2 separate regions of the Sus scrofa genome follow, and region 2 is linked to region 1. Evidence: chromatin contacts called from public Hi-C data. All regions are on one chromosome and are shown on one strand. The core of a region is the stretch at or near the end of the contact, and the rest is flanking DNA. Distances in the headings are between cores, read along the strand shown.

Region 1 (7,133 bases), core at 1,945-4,444:
AACCTGAGCTGGCATGTGAGCCTTCCATCTCCTCAAGTTTCGCCATCTAAGTGGGTCTGGTCCCAGGAGCACAAACGTGAAACCAGGGGGCATTTGACTATATCCAGAGGCCATTTTCTCAAGTGTCTTGCTTTTTTTTTTTTTTTTTTTTTTTTTCCTTTAAATAAATTGGGGGAGTTCCTGTCGTGGCTCGGTGGTTAACAAATCCGACTAGGAACCATGAGGTTGTGGGTTCGATCCCTGGCCTTGTTCAGTGGGTTAAGGATCTGGCATTGCCGTGAGCTGTGATGTAGGTTGCAGACGCGGCTCCGATCCCGTGTTGCTGTGGCTCTGGCGTAGACCGGCGGCTACAGCTCCGATTAGACCCCTAGTCTGGGAACCTCCATATGCCGTGGGAGGAACCCAAGAAATGGCAAAAAGACAAAAAAAATAATAATAATAATAATAATAAAATAAAAAATAAATTGGGAAGGCATTTTACCCTAGAATCTATGCTTGATTTAAAATGGTTTCCTACAAGGAGTTCCCCTCGTGGCTCAATGGAAACGAAACTGACTAGCATCCATGAACACGCAGGTTGGATCCCTGGTCTTACTTAGTGGGTTGAGGATCCGGGGTTGCTGTGGCTGTGGTGTAGACCAGCAGCTGAGGCTCTGATTCTACCCCTAGCCTGAGAGCCTCCATATGCCGCGGGTGCTGCCCTAAAAAGACAATAAATAAATAAACTTAAAAAAAGGTTTCCTACAAAAAATTGGGGAACTAAAACGATGTCAGGTATCCTCATGGATCCTGAATCCGCTGACACACTAGCCCTAGGTTGAGAAACAAAGAGTTTGTCAGCCTTCTGGTTTTGCAGGTGGGAAGCATGAAGCCTTTCTTCTCATCTTGCGCTCATTTTTCCCATGTGCAAAATGCAGTGAAGTGGTACTTCCAGGGCTGCAGTAAAGATTAAGACTGTGAATAAAGCGCTGGGCAAAGGGTCTTAAAACATGCCAAGTGAGGAATAAATGATTTCCCTCTCATTATCATTTCCTTTCGCCCCTCCCTTCTTCCCAAGCCGCTTTCTTCCGCCCTCCGCCTCGGTGCGGGGCGGCCCTGCTCCTCCAACCGGAAGCCTGGACGCTGCCGGGAGCGTCCTGCGCTCCGGCCCGAGCGGGGCGGTCCCGCCGCGCTCTATCCGCCTCCCAGGCCGCGCCTCGCCGTCCCCAGAGCCTGGGACCCGGTAACCGCGCCCATTCCCAGCCCCGCAGACCTCCTACCCTGCTGCCCAGCCAGCCGATTCCGGGAAGGGGGTTGGGGTTCCCCAGCGGTCGAACCTCCTGCGGGCGCGCGCCTGCCCCGAGTCCCCTCCCAGGTCCCCTCTCGGCGATCGCGTCGCCCTCCCCGCGCTCGTAGTTAGACTTCAGGGCTCTGGAACTTCTCGCGATTTCGCTCCACCCTGACTTCAGCGTGGCCGAGTCGGCCTCCCTGCCCTCTAGTTTGCTTCGACCTCTAGTTTGGCCGCTGCGACGTGGAGGAGCCTGGGAGGGTTGGGGGTTTCGGATGCTTTGCACCTTTTGCAGGATCTCTGCTGTTCTCTCAGGGCCCCGCGCTGAGAAGTCTGCGGGCGTTTTTTGAGGCTGGGAGTAAGGCCTTGTCCCGCAGATCTTGCCTAAGGCCAGGCCAACCGGAGGACCAGTGCCCAGTGACCTTAGGCCGGACTCCGAGGGCCTGCCGGGCTTCCACCCTAGGGGCGCAGTCTGCAGTCAGTGATCAGTCCAACCCACCTTGGGGGTTTAAGCCTCCGCCCTGCCTCCACCCCTGCTCAGAAAAATCACCTCCTCAAGGAGCCCTTCCTGAAATGTGCCCCTGCCTTGGGGTGGTGTCTCTTTTCCCTTGTTTTTTTCTCTAGGTTTAGTGGTCAGAGTTTTTTGGATCCTGCTCCACTCTGGAACAGGGTCCAGTGGAGTGGCATGGGAAAATTATAAAACCTCCTTCAACAGAGGCCACTTAGTCCCACCCCATGCAGCACTCCAACCAGGGTGCTTGATTTTCTTCCTCGGCTTCACCCCATCCTGTTGTTATCTGGGTTCTCGGCTGACCTTAGTCAATAGAAATGAGAGGCCAGGCCAGAAACTCAGGCAAGGCTGTATGGGGCCCCTGCTGCTGCGCATGGAGCAAAAAGCAAGCAACAGGTTTCCCCGAGGAAGGGCGGGAGCTGATTCCTTGTATGGGGCTTGGATAGAGGCAGGTCCAGGAGTCCAGCCACAGGGGTGGTTTGGGTGGGATTGTGTGCAGGGGACATGCCTGCTTTTGCCCCAACACCCTGCCTTTGCTCTGGGCTTTTCAGAAATGGCAGCTGGGTTTTTAGGGGGGTTTTTTTGTATCTTTTTGCCGGTAATTTGATCCAACTGCTGGCAGGTACAGTTACTTTCAGTCCCTTATAGTTTCTTTGTATTTTGTTGTTCCAGGAGATGTTTGACCAGGTGCAAAAGCACTGTAGCAAAGGGTCCCAGGTCCCAGGTCCCAGCTTGTGTCACTGGGGCAGCTGCTTCTACTTCTGGCTTCTCTATTTGGTTTACCTAACACTGAACCCAGCAGTGTATGTCACGTAGTTTTTCCCATTCTGGCTCCTTGGGGTCCTTGGACAGAACAGGGGCTACCATTCCTGGGGAAGACAGCCACCTGTGTGTTGGTCAGTCCAGTTCTTTCTGTGATGGTTGCAGAGCCTGGTGTCAGGCCCTCTCTTTTGTTCCTGGGCCAGTTTATCCACCTCCTCCTTGGCGTGGGGAGGAGCCCAGAACAGAGCCCAGTGCCCCAGGTGTGATGTGATCCACTGTCCCCCCACTCCTCAGGGCAGAGAGTTCTGCAGATGTTTTCTTTGGCTCTTGCTCAGAGCCCTGCCTGCCTTTGCTCCTGCCCTCATGTCCGACTCAACTTCTTTGACAACACAATTGTCTTCTTTCCTTTGGTCTGGCTGCAGAGGTGGCCCGGCAGGATCGCCCCCTGGTTACTCCAAGGTCTTGGGCAGTTCATATTGGCTCTGACCCTTGCCACAGAGTTACAGAGAGCCCTCTCTTGGAGTTCCCCTCGTGGCACAGCAGAAACCAGTCTGACTAGGAACCATGAGGTTGTGGGTTCAATCCCTGGCCTCGATCAATGGGTTAAGGATCCAGCATTGCTGTGAGCTGTGGTGTAGGTCGCAGACTCGGCTCGGATCTGGCGTGGCTGTGGTATAGTCCAGCAGCTGTAGCTTCTGATTCGACCCCTAGCCTGGGAACCTCCATATGTCGAGGGTGCGTCCCTAAAAGGAAAGATAGTCCTCCCTTTGTTGAAGGCACTGCTAGCCCCCTGCCCTCCTGCCTTGGTTCTGTTTTGGGCTTTCCTTGCTTACTCCCTGCAGTTGGCTTGGGAGTTACCCTGATTCCATTTCTGTGGTGTGGACCCCTATGCAAGGTGATATTTCCAATTTGGCCTGAGACAGTTCTGGTTTATCCCCATTGTCCCAGTATGTGTGTGTGTGTGTACATACATACATACATATACATATACATACATACACACATACATATATGTGTGTGTATATATATATGTGTGTGTGTGTGTGTGTGTATGCCACAGGTGTGGCATATGTGAGTTCCCAGGCTAGGGGTCGAATCAGAGCTGCAGTTTCCGGCCTATACCACAGCCACAGCAATGCCAGATCTGAGCAGCATCTGCAACCTACACCACAGCTCATGGCAATGCTGGATCCTTAACCCACTGAGTGGGGCCAGAGATGGAACCTGCATCCTCATGGATCCTAGCTGGGTTTGTTACCACTGAGCCAAAATGAGAATTCCCCAGCATAATTATTAATAATATCTACTTTCACTTTCCAAAGATCCATGGTATGGACAATTCAACTTGTCTCTGTAAGCTAAATGCACTTGTAGGCTTGGGAGTGGCAAGTGGCTCATGTGGATTTGCACTGGGCTCAGAGGCATCAGATCCGCAGTCTAGGAAACCAGAGTTCTTCCAGGTCACTGCCACATAGTCACTTCCCTTTCTCATAGGTGGAAGGCTTCAGGTGGCTTTGTCCCCAGAGAGCAGGGGTTCCCTGCTGGCCCTGGCACAGAAATGAGTCCAAGCTGGTGCTGAGAGCTATGTCTAGCCAGATTCATCCCCAGAAGTGCTATGGGGATTTATAATCAGAATTCACAAGAATTCCCATCGTGGCTCAGTGGAAATGAACCCGACTAGCATCCATGAAGATGGAGGTTCAATCCCTGGCCTCATTTAGTGGGTTAAGGATCCAGCATTGACCTGAGCTGTGGTGTAGGTCACAGACGCAGCTCAATCCCTCATTGCTGTGGCTGTGGTTTAGACTGGCAACTGTCGCTCCAATTCAACCCCTAGCCTGGACCTCCATATGCTGCAGGTGCAGCCCTAAAAAGACAAAAAAAGAAAAGAAAGAATTCACAGCCATGATCCAGAGCTCAACCCAGCTCCTCAGCACGGCCCTTGGCTCCTGGGAACCTAACCGATGAAATGCGTGACCAGAGTTATGCCTGAGGTGCCCTTGGACCCCATCTCCCTCCATGCTAATCAGAATTCTGAGTCCACATGGGGCCAGTTAGCTATGGCCAGATTAATAGTACTGCATCAGCCATTGAACTATTCTTCTCATGTTACGCTGAGACATAGGGCACCATTTTTTTCTTAACTCAATGAATTTTATTACATTTAAAGTTGTACAATGATCATCACAACCCAATAGGGCACTGGTTTTCAACTGGGATGACCAACTATACTAGTTTGCCTGGGACTGAGTGGTTTCCTGGGACTGGGGACTTTAAGGGTTTTCTTCTTCTTCTTTTTGGCCGCACCCAAGGCATATGAAATTTCCCAGGGCAGGGACTGAATCTGAGCTGCAGCTGAGACCTACAACACGCTGCAGTAATGCCAATCCACAGCACTGGGCTGGGGATCAAACCAGAGACTTGAGATCCTTAACCCACTATGTCATAGTAGGAACTCTCTCTGGGGACTTTAAATTTTAAAACTAGGAAAGTTCCAAGCAACCTGGGATAAGTTGGCTACACAGTTGTTAATCCTTGCTGCACATTAGATCCATCCAAGGAGCCTTGTGTAGAGATTTCAATTTAATTGATCCAGGTGGGGCCCCAAGGTAGGGGTATTTTTTTCCCCAAGTTGATTCCAACAAACTACCAGCATGGAGAACCATTAGGTTATAGGTAACATTGCTAAAAATCCATTGAAGGTAATGATTTGTTTGAGCAGAAGTGGACACAGGTATCTCAGAAGGGTGCATAATCGAGTGTGTAGTCCTCTCCTTATCGAGAGGAGTATCAAAATGGCACTTGCCTTATCATTGCTATTATTTTTCCCCACCCCAGGGACTTCTTCGTCATCAGTGGGGACCAAGCTTTCTCCTTTCCCAGCATGTTCCATTACGCCTTCTTTTGAGGTAGTAGTTCAGTGGAATTGCCTCCTTTTGATGGGTGAGGTCATGATTTGTACAGTTTCAGATGAAGCTGGCGTGAGATCTTACTACATGACCCAGGGGCTTCAAGTACTTCAGCTTTGCCCCCTAGGTTACCAAGCTTGGAGGTCAGGTGCCTCTGGGACTGTTCCCTCTGCAGGTCTCCAGGATCATGTGGTACGTCAGCACTCGGGGGATGGCCCCTCGGGTCGACTTTGAGGGGGCGCTCTTCTCTGGCTATGCCCCGGACGGGGGCCTCTACATGCCTGAGGAACTCCCACAGCTGGGCGGGGAGACCTTGCGCCAGTGGAGTGGGCTCTCCTACGCTGGCCTGGTGAAGGCGCTGTGCAGCCTCTTCATTGGCCCGGAGCTTATTCCAAAGGATGACTTAAACGGTGAGCAGCTCCTACGTCTCTCCTCTCCCACCTTACTCTTCGGTCAGCACCACCCCCCGCCCCACCATCCCCGAGCTGCAAATCCATCATTTAACCCCTAGGAGGTCCCTAGTCACATTTCCCACAAATTTGGAGTTTTTTCCAGACTCTGGAACCCTAAAATGGGAAATATCCCCCAAACTTCATCCATTCCAGCTCCCACCTCCAGTGGGAGGAATGCCAAAGTAATCTGCAGATTGTTTATTATTTAAAAACTCTTTCAAGGACTTCCTGTCATGGCTCAGGGGAAACCAGTCTGACTAGGAACCATGAGGTTGCGGGATCCATCCTTGGCCTCGCTCATTGGGTTAAGGATCCGGCATTGCTGAGGCTGTGGTGTAGGCCAGCAGCTACAGCTCCGATTAGACCCCTGGCCTGGGAACCTCCATATGCTGCGGGCGCAGATCTAAAAATACAAAAAAAAAAAAAAAAAAAAAAAAAAACAAAAAAAACCTCAAGACTAGAGTTGCGATTAGCAGATGCAATCTATTATAACAGAAAGAATAAACTACAAGGTCCTCCTGTATACTATAGGCAACTGTATTCAGTATCCTGTGACAAACCATAATGGAGAAGAATATGAAAAGGAATGTACATATAGCATAATTGAGTCACTTTGCTGTACAGCACAAATAAACACAACATTGTAATCAACTTCTTCAGTAACGTACATTTTTAAAAAAAGATTAGAGGAAGTGGGATGGACTGGGAGTTTGGGATTAGTTGATGCTAACAATTACCTTTAGAATGGATGGAAAATAATGTCAAACAGTATAGGAGTTCCTGTCGTGGCTCATCAGAAATTAATCTGACTAGTATCCATGAGGACGCAGGTTTGATCCCTGGCCTTGATCAGTGGGTTCAGGAGCGGTGTTGCCGTGAGCTGAGTGTAGGTCGCAGTTGAGGCTCAGATATGGCATTGCTATGGCTGTGGTGTAGGCCAGCGGCTACAGCTCCGATTTGATCATCAGCCTGGGAACCTCCATATGCTGCAGTTCAGCCCTAAAAAAAAAAAAACCCCAAAAAACCCAGTATGGCACAGGGAACTATATCCAATCTTCTGGGATAAACCATGATGGTAAATATTATTTTAAAAAGAAGGTAGGGCGTTCCCATCATGGCACGGTGGAAACGAATCCAACTAGCATCCCTGAGGATATGGGTTTGATCCCTGGCCTCACTCGGTGGTTACGGATCTGGTGTTGCTGTGAGCTGCGGTGTAGGTCGAAGACATG
Region 2 (7,133 bases), core at 1,330-3,829, 190 kb before region 1:
GAAGAGCTTCTCATGGCCTCACCTGGGCCTTACCACTCTACCCCTCTCTCTGGTATTGAGCTGGCATTCAGAAGTGAGACTGTAATTAAGGGATGCATATTAACATGTTTGTTAGGATTGCAAAAGGATTCAGGCTTTTTTTTTTTTTTTTTTTTTTTTTAACAGAAAGTAAGCCTGATTTGCTAATTGGTTTGACACTGAAGCCTTTGCCAATGAGATTAGTTGGCAATTTTTTTTTTCCTTTTTGCCTTTTTTTGCCTTTTTCTAGGGCCGCTCCCACTGCATATGGAGGTTCCCAGGCTAGGGGTCTAATCAGAGCTGTAGCTGCTGGCCTACCCCATAGCCACAGCAACGCCAGATCTAGGCCACGTCTACGTCTTTGACTTACACCACAGCTCACAGCAATGCCAGATCCTTAACCCACTGAGCAAGGGCAGGGATCGAACCCGCAACCTCATGGTTCCTAGTCAGATTCATTAACCACTGAGCCACAAGGGGAACTCCTAGTTGGCAATATTTTTATTTTTCATGAATCAATTGAGGTAAACCTTTAGCTAAAAAGTTCTGATGAAAACAAAATTTAAAGCCTTTTTTTTTTTTTTTTTTTTTTTTTTTGGTTTTGCCCATGGCATACAGAAGTTTCTGGGCCAGGGATAAAACCAGTGCCACAGTGGTGACACAAGCTGTTGCAGTGACAGGACCAGATTCTTAACCTGCTGTGCCACAAGGAAACTACAAAATTTTTTAAAATGAATAAGTGGATTACATAGTCTTTCATACTTGGTGGACGGGAGGGATACAAAAGAAATAAGATTTGATGACAATGCCACTGTTTATTTCTCTAGTCTTTTGTTGATGGACCTTTTGGCTGTTTCTAGTTTTTGTCATTGTAAATGACACTACAGAGGACATCCACGTACATAAATTCCCTAAAGTCCTTTGAGTACAAGATTTTCTCCTAGGGTGTCAACCTGGACGAGGAAAGACCTAAGGAGGATGTTGACCTTGAGGGGAAGGATAACCTGAAGCATCTGTTTCTTTTACCCCCACAGCTGTTGGCAATTTTTTCTCCAAAGCAAGGGTACCTGCTTATACCCACACCGGCTGTGAATGTGGTTCCATTTATACCCACATGCTTTATAATTCTGGGCTTTGCCAGTCTTTTCAGTTCTGCGGATTAAATAGGTGTGAGTTGGTATCTTATTCCTGTTTAAACCTGCATCTCCCTAAACAAGGTTGGGATTGTACATTTTGTCAGATATTGGCCATTCAGCCTTTTCTGAAAAGCACCTACTTGCTTTCTTTCCTTTTTTTTTTTTTTTTTTTTTTTGGTTCTGTTTTGCTTTTTGATTGCGCCTGCAGCATGTGGAAGTTCTCAAATCATGGATCAAACTTGCGCCACTGTAGCAACCTGAGCTACTTTGATGACAACACCAGATCTTTAATCCCCTGCTCGCCACAGTGGGAACTCCTCTTTCCCTTATTTTAGTGTCAACAATGTTTAACTTCCACACACCAGGGGCTGTCCCAGCCTTCCAGAACTCGCATCATTTAAAGTACAAATTTTGTTGGTGCTTAAAGAACTTGATTTCTTTCCAATTAGTTATTCATTACTAATTTCAAAAACCAAAGGAGGCTTCGGCTCTGTCCATTCACAGATTGTCCTGATCCAACAGTATTCATAGTTAAGGCTCTGCCAAAAAAAATTGGGGAAGCAAAATAAACTATCAAAAGTCTCCTCTCTTTCCCCTCCCCCTCTTCTGCCTCCCCCTCTTTCTTCTTTTTTGGTGAGACAATTTGTTGTCTTGTCTTGGAAACAGTTTATGCAAAATAGAAACTTTGAAAAGTCAGTGGAAATTTTTCTTTTGACACAGGTACTTAATTCTTTTATTTGGGTGCTGATGGAGCATATATGAAGTAATCTCAATTGGCCCATAATGCTTTTCAGCTCACATTTTACAAACTATGACTTGGCCAGTGGGCAGACCCGCATTCCCCACCCTCCCTCCCCTCCCCCCCCCAACTTTCCGAGGGGATCTGAATTGTTCTCTTTGGTTACCTGCTGGGGTGAGCTGTGGAAGCTGAGGACAGCAACAATGGAAACATCGCAAGAGCAGAGAGTGACTGTTTCCACAGCTAACCACCAGAACCCGAGGGCGGGCCTCAAAGCCTCCAACCCCCGGTAGACGGTACCCACTTTATAGCAGTGTTTTCCTCTGGGAAGAGGAGGAGGAGGGAGGTGTGCACCTGGACAGAGGAAGGGAGAAAAGGCCAAGCTAGGGATGGAAAGAAAAGAAGATGAGGGAAGCCAAAGGCTTTTCCCATCCTTTCTCTAGAACAAATCCTCTAACTCCTTCTGCCGCTCCTCCCCCTCCTTTGATGGAGGCGGAATGAAAAGGGTTGGAGGATTTCTCAAGATGGTTTGCACCTTCTCAGTTAAACCAGAAGAAATGAGCTGCTTCCTCCACACCCCAGACACTGGGATAAACTGCCCTTCAGGAATATGTCTGATATGCTTAGAGCCAGAGGCATGAAAGAGGATCTCACCCCCGCCCCGCCCCGTCCCGTCCCAGTCCCCAATCATTTTACTTGGACCGTAGAGACGCCCCCCACCTCCCCACAAACGTGGTTGTGCAGTGGAGAGGAGCTACAGGGGGAGGGGGGTGTCACTAGGGTTTGCAGCTGCTGTCAAGCTTCTTGGTCTGCTGCCGTCCTGGGCACGGATGCCTGCTCAGCAACGCGGACAGACAAGGGAACACGTGATACCGCAATGAGGGTGCCAGGATGTGGTGGGTGCAGCCACGGACAGGCGCAGAGGAGACCAGCCTCCTGCCAGCCAGTGGGGGTTGGGTGGGGGCGGGAGGGGGGTGGGGCGACCAGGGCGACTAGAGCCGGCTGTGCCTAGACTCAGTCTTTCTGGAGGCGAAGACGCAGGAGTGGTGGGAGCCAGGCTGTTGGATGGGGAGCCTGGCTGAAGGCAGATAGCCAGACAGCGTGGCAAAGACAGGATGGCCAGAAGCCGCTCCGTGTGTCTGGGGAAGACAGCACCCAGCAGGGCTGTTGAGGCAGAGATGATGCTGGAAACGAGGTGGGACCCCGTTCACGAGCTCCCTTCCCTCGCAGTCACTCGATCTGTACAGTTCTCTGGGCCAGACTTGGAAGAGGTCTAAAATACCATGCCGGTGGATCCAAAGCCTGAATTCGAGCCCACCATTTCTCACAGGAATTTTCTGGGTACAGCCAGCCCCGATCACAGGCAGTCAGCACATTTCCCACTCTTCACCCTAAAAAAACAGTAGCTCCAAACGAGGGGCAAGTCCTGGATTTATGCAGCTACCTATGTGAGAGCTCAGCGCGCAACACAGGGGCAGAAACTGGGAACCCATGGTGGGTGTGCAGGACCATTTGGGGTGGGGTGGGGTGGGGTGAAGGAAGGAGAGATGGTTGGGCCTGGTTGGGGAAAAAAGAGGGATCCGGACCTGGAAGTGAGCTCAGAGAAGATCCAGTCCAACACATTTACTTCACAGGGAAAGAAAATCGGAGGCCCAAGAAGGGTGCTTATCTTACTGGAAGTAACTCCGGAGGTAGGTGGGGACTGAGACTTAAATCGAATCCAACAGCAGGGGGCAATGTTGTTCTAGCTTTGGCCTCTTTGGGGCCAGGGGGTGGGGTGGGTAGGAAGCAATTCTGAATTCAGTCCGCGCCCTCGCCCAGCCGGCATGCAAAACTGAAGCTGGTGCTCCTTCCCTCTCAGCCAGCCGTCCACCTGCGCTCTTCAACGACTCCACCTAGCTCTTCCCTGGCTGTGGCTTTGGGCCTCGGCTTTCTCAGGATCCCCATCCCGACTCGCGACTCCCCAGAGTCCTATTCCAGGCCCCTAGAACTCCTCTTTTCTTTGGCGACCAAGGATGTAGGGGGATGGAGTGGAGGAGAATGGAGGGCAGGATTTGCATTTGACAGGGGACCAAAAGACTGGTTAAAGATGAAATTTCAGGTCCCAGAAAGGGCCAGGAGATGTCTCAGTTAGACCCCTAACCTCCCCCAGTTCCTCAATCTCTACCAATTTGTCCTAAGCCCTCTGTGCAATGCATCTTCGGTAGAAATAGAATGTCAACCCTTTCATGGTGGGTACCAGTCCCCAGTTTGAGAACCTCTCTTCTTTGGGCCAGGCTGTGCGTTCTCCCAACTTTTCTTCCCTCAAAGGAAAATGAAAAGGGATGGGACTGGAGATCCTGGGCCCGGAGCTAACCCGGTCTCAGTCTGATGGGCCCCGGGAGCGGAGGGCAGGCAGGCGGGGTCCTCCGCTCGCTCATCCAGACCTGCAGCCCCTAGAGGGGGCCCTGGGCCCAGGGGGAAGGGGGAGACGAGCACCAAGCAGGAAGTGCACGGGGGTCGGGGGTCTTGGGAGGTCCTGGGTGCAGATGCAGCGGCCCGCCCCTGGTCTCCGCGGAGGTCGCTGTGTAGAGAAAGGTCCCGGCAGAGGTTTGGCCTCGGACCGGCGGGTCTGGGAGAAGGGAAAGCCTGGGACTGAGGTGGGAGGTTCCAGGCGATAGGACTTCTCTGAAGTTCCCTTTTCCCATTCACCGATTTCATTCTGCTCTTGGTTTTAGTTTTCCCGGAAGGCCCAGCCCTTCACTGACCCTGGGGTGCTCAGAACCAGAGCCCCTTGGTCAAAACGTGTCTGCCCTGCTGTCAGCCACTAGCAAGTAAGTAGGCCTAGGCAGTTTCTTCTGGGATGATGTGAATCACCATTTCTGGTTGTTCACACGAGGCCTGGGCTGATTAAACACAGCAGTGGGGGTAGGGGGCGGGGGTGGTGTGGACCGCAGTGAATGCCTCGGCCCCCTCCCCCACTGCTGCCCCGCACCTGAATTTGTGACTTTAGAAAATGCCTAAATTCCTCTCTGCCTCAGATGTGTACAATCAATATTTACCTAAAAATAGCACGGGGAACACATCTCCATAGTCTGTAATAACCTATATGGAAAAATAATCAAAAAGAATTACATGTATACGTTTGCTGAATCATTTTGCTGCACACCTCAAACTAACACAATATTGTAACTCAACTATACGCCAATATAAAATAAAAATTAAACAAAAATTACTTAACCTAAAGAAGTTTTGCTTTTGTTTGTTTGTTTGTTTGTTTTTAGGGCCATACCTGCTGGCATATGGAAGTTCCCAGGCTAGGGGTTGAATTGGAGCCACAGCCACAGCAAGGCAGGGTGGGAGTCACGTCTGCGACCTAGCCCACAGCTAACCAAAACGCTGGATCCTTAACCCACTGAGCGAGGCCAGGGATCCAACCCGCATCTTCGTGGATACCAGTTGGTTTTTAACACACCGAGCCACAATGGGAACTCCCTACCTGTTTTTCAGGTTAAAAAATTTGGGAAATAGAAAAGAAAACATAATCTCTCATAGAGCCAATATGGAACTATAATATCTCTTAACATTTTGGTGCATTTATAGTATTTTTTTTGTCTTGAATCCTATACTTATGCATTTAATTTTTCATTGTCACCATTATTTCCTATTCAGGTTTCCAGGTTGCTTTTATAAATTTCACATGCATTTCTCTTATAATATGTTCTTCACGAGTCTCACTTGACATCTGCATAATATTTTGTTATATTTTGCCCATTTAATTGGACATTTAGGTTATGTCTACTTTTTCATTATGATATGGTGGTATCTAATGGTATGTAATTTCAACTATAATTTTTTGTTTGTTTTATTTTTTTAATTTTATGGCCACAACTGTGGCATATGGAATTTCCAGGCCAGGGACTGAATCTGAGGTTCAACATTAGGCAGTAGATTCTTTAACCCTCTGTGCTGGGCTGGGGGCTGAACCTGAGACTCTGCAGGAGCCAGAGCCACTGCAGTTAGATTCTTTCTTTTTTTTTTTTTTTGTCCTTTTTTGCCTTTTCTTAGGTCCACTCTCATGGCATATGGAGATCCCAGGCTAGAGGTCTAATCGGAGCTGTAGCGCCGGCCTATGCCAGAGCCACAGCAACGCAGGATCCGAGCCGCATCTGCAACCTACACCACAGCTCACGGCAACGCCGGATCCTTAACCCACTGAGCAAGGCCAGGGATCGAACCCATAACCTCGTGGTTCCGAGTCAGATTCGTTAACCACTGCACTAAGACCGGAACTAATAAAAGTTACCCTTTTTTTAAGTAAATAGGTTGATCCCCATTTGCTTTAATTTTCTTGTTCTATGGTCTGAGAATGTGGCTTGTATTTATGCTTTTGGAGTCCATTGAATTTTCGATTGATGGTTGTTTTTAATATAACTTTAGGCAGGAGTGCCCATTGTGGCTCAGCGGTAATGACCCCAACTAGTAACCATGATGACACAGGTTCGATCCCTGGCCTTACTCAGTGGGTTAAAGATCTGGTGTTGCCTTGAGCTGTGGTGTAGGTCACAGACTTGGCTTGGATCTGGCATTGCTGTGGCTGTGGCGTAGGCCAGCAGGGGTAGCTCTAATTTGACCCCTAGCCAGGGAACCAGGGAACTTCCATATGCCACAGGTGTGGCCCTAAAAAGCAATAAATAAATAAAATAAAATAAAATAAAAATATCCAGGGAAATCATATCTCTGATAAGGAGTCAATAGACAAAAAATGTAGAGGGAGTTCCTGTCGTGGCTCAGTGTTGACGAATCGACTAGGAACGATGAGGTTGCCGTGAGCTGTGGTGTAGGTTGCAGATGTGGCTCGGATCCTGAGTTTCTGTGGCTCTGGCGTAGGCCGGCAGCTATAGCTTCGATTAGACCCCTAGCCTGGGAACCTCCATGTGCAGCAGGAGCGGCCCTAGAAAAAGCAAAAAGACAAAAATAAAAAAATAAGTAAAAAATAAAGAACTCGTACAACTCAAGAGCAAAAAAATTGAACAATCCTATTAAGAAATAGGCAGAGGAACTGAATGGGTACCTTTCCAAAGAAGATACACAAATGGCTAATATGTACATGAGAAGATGATCAGCATTACTATTATTAGGGAAATGCAAATCAAAACCATAATGAGATATCACCCACATCTGTTAGAATGGCTATTATCAAAAAGATAGGATAAAACAAGAGTTGCTGAGGGTGTGTGGAGAAAAGGGAGCCCTTGAGT

What was found. Hi-C and Micro-C count contacts between places; a contact is called where the count stands out from the background.
Region 2: a contact with region 1 is called in a Hi-C map of retroperitoneal adipose tissue, with 1.6 times the contacts expected there. The contact joins the enhancer-like site here to the promoter of THNSL2 in region 1. A contact is called at or near these places in 1 of 5 promoter capture datasets (liver) and 12 of 47 Hi-C or Micro-C datasets (brain, embryonic fibroblasts, epiblast stem cells and 8 more).

What each region holds. Positions count from the first base shown.
Region 1 is chr3:57,817,357-57,824,489 of Sscrofa11.1, reverse strand. It overlaps THNSL2 (threonine synthase-like 2), which reads left to right and starts at 3,194. Exons shown (of 11, transcript XM_021087277.1): 1 at 3,194-5,449; 2 at 5,625-5,859. The coding sequence starts at 5,246.
Region 2 is chr3:58,007,962-58,015,094 of Sscrofa11.1, reverse strand. It overlaps a transcript of CD8A not described here. Among named protein-coding and RNA genes, the nearest start is that of CD8A, 11 kb to the left of the region's middle. Within about 2 kb of position 2,579, at least 24 of the 83 cell types and tissues checked have an H3K27ac peak or open chromatin away from gene starts, as enhancers often do. A contact at or near this core is called in liver and retroperitoneal adipose tissue, where this site is marked.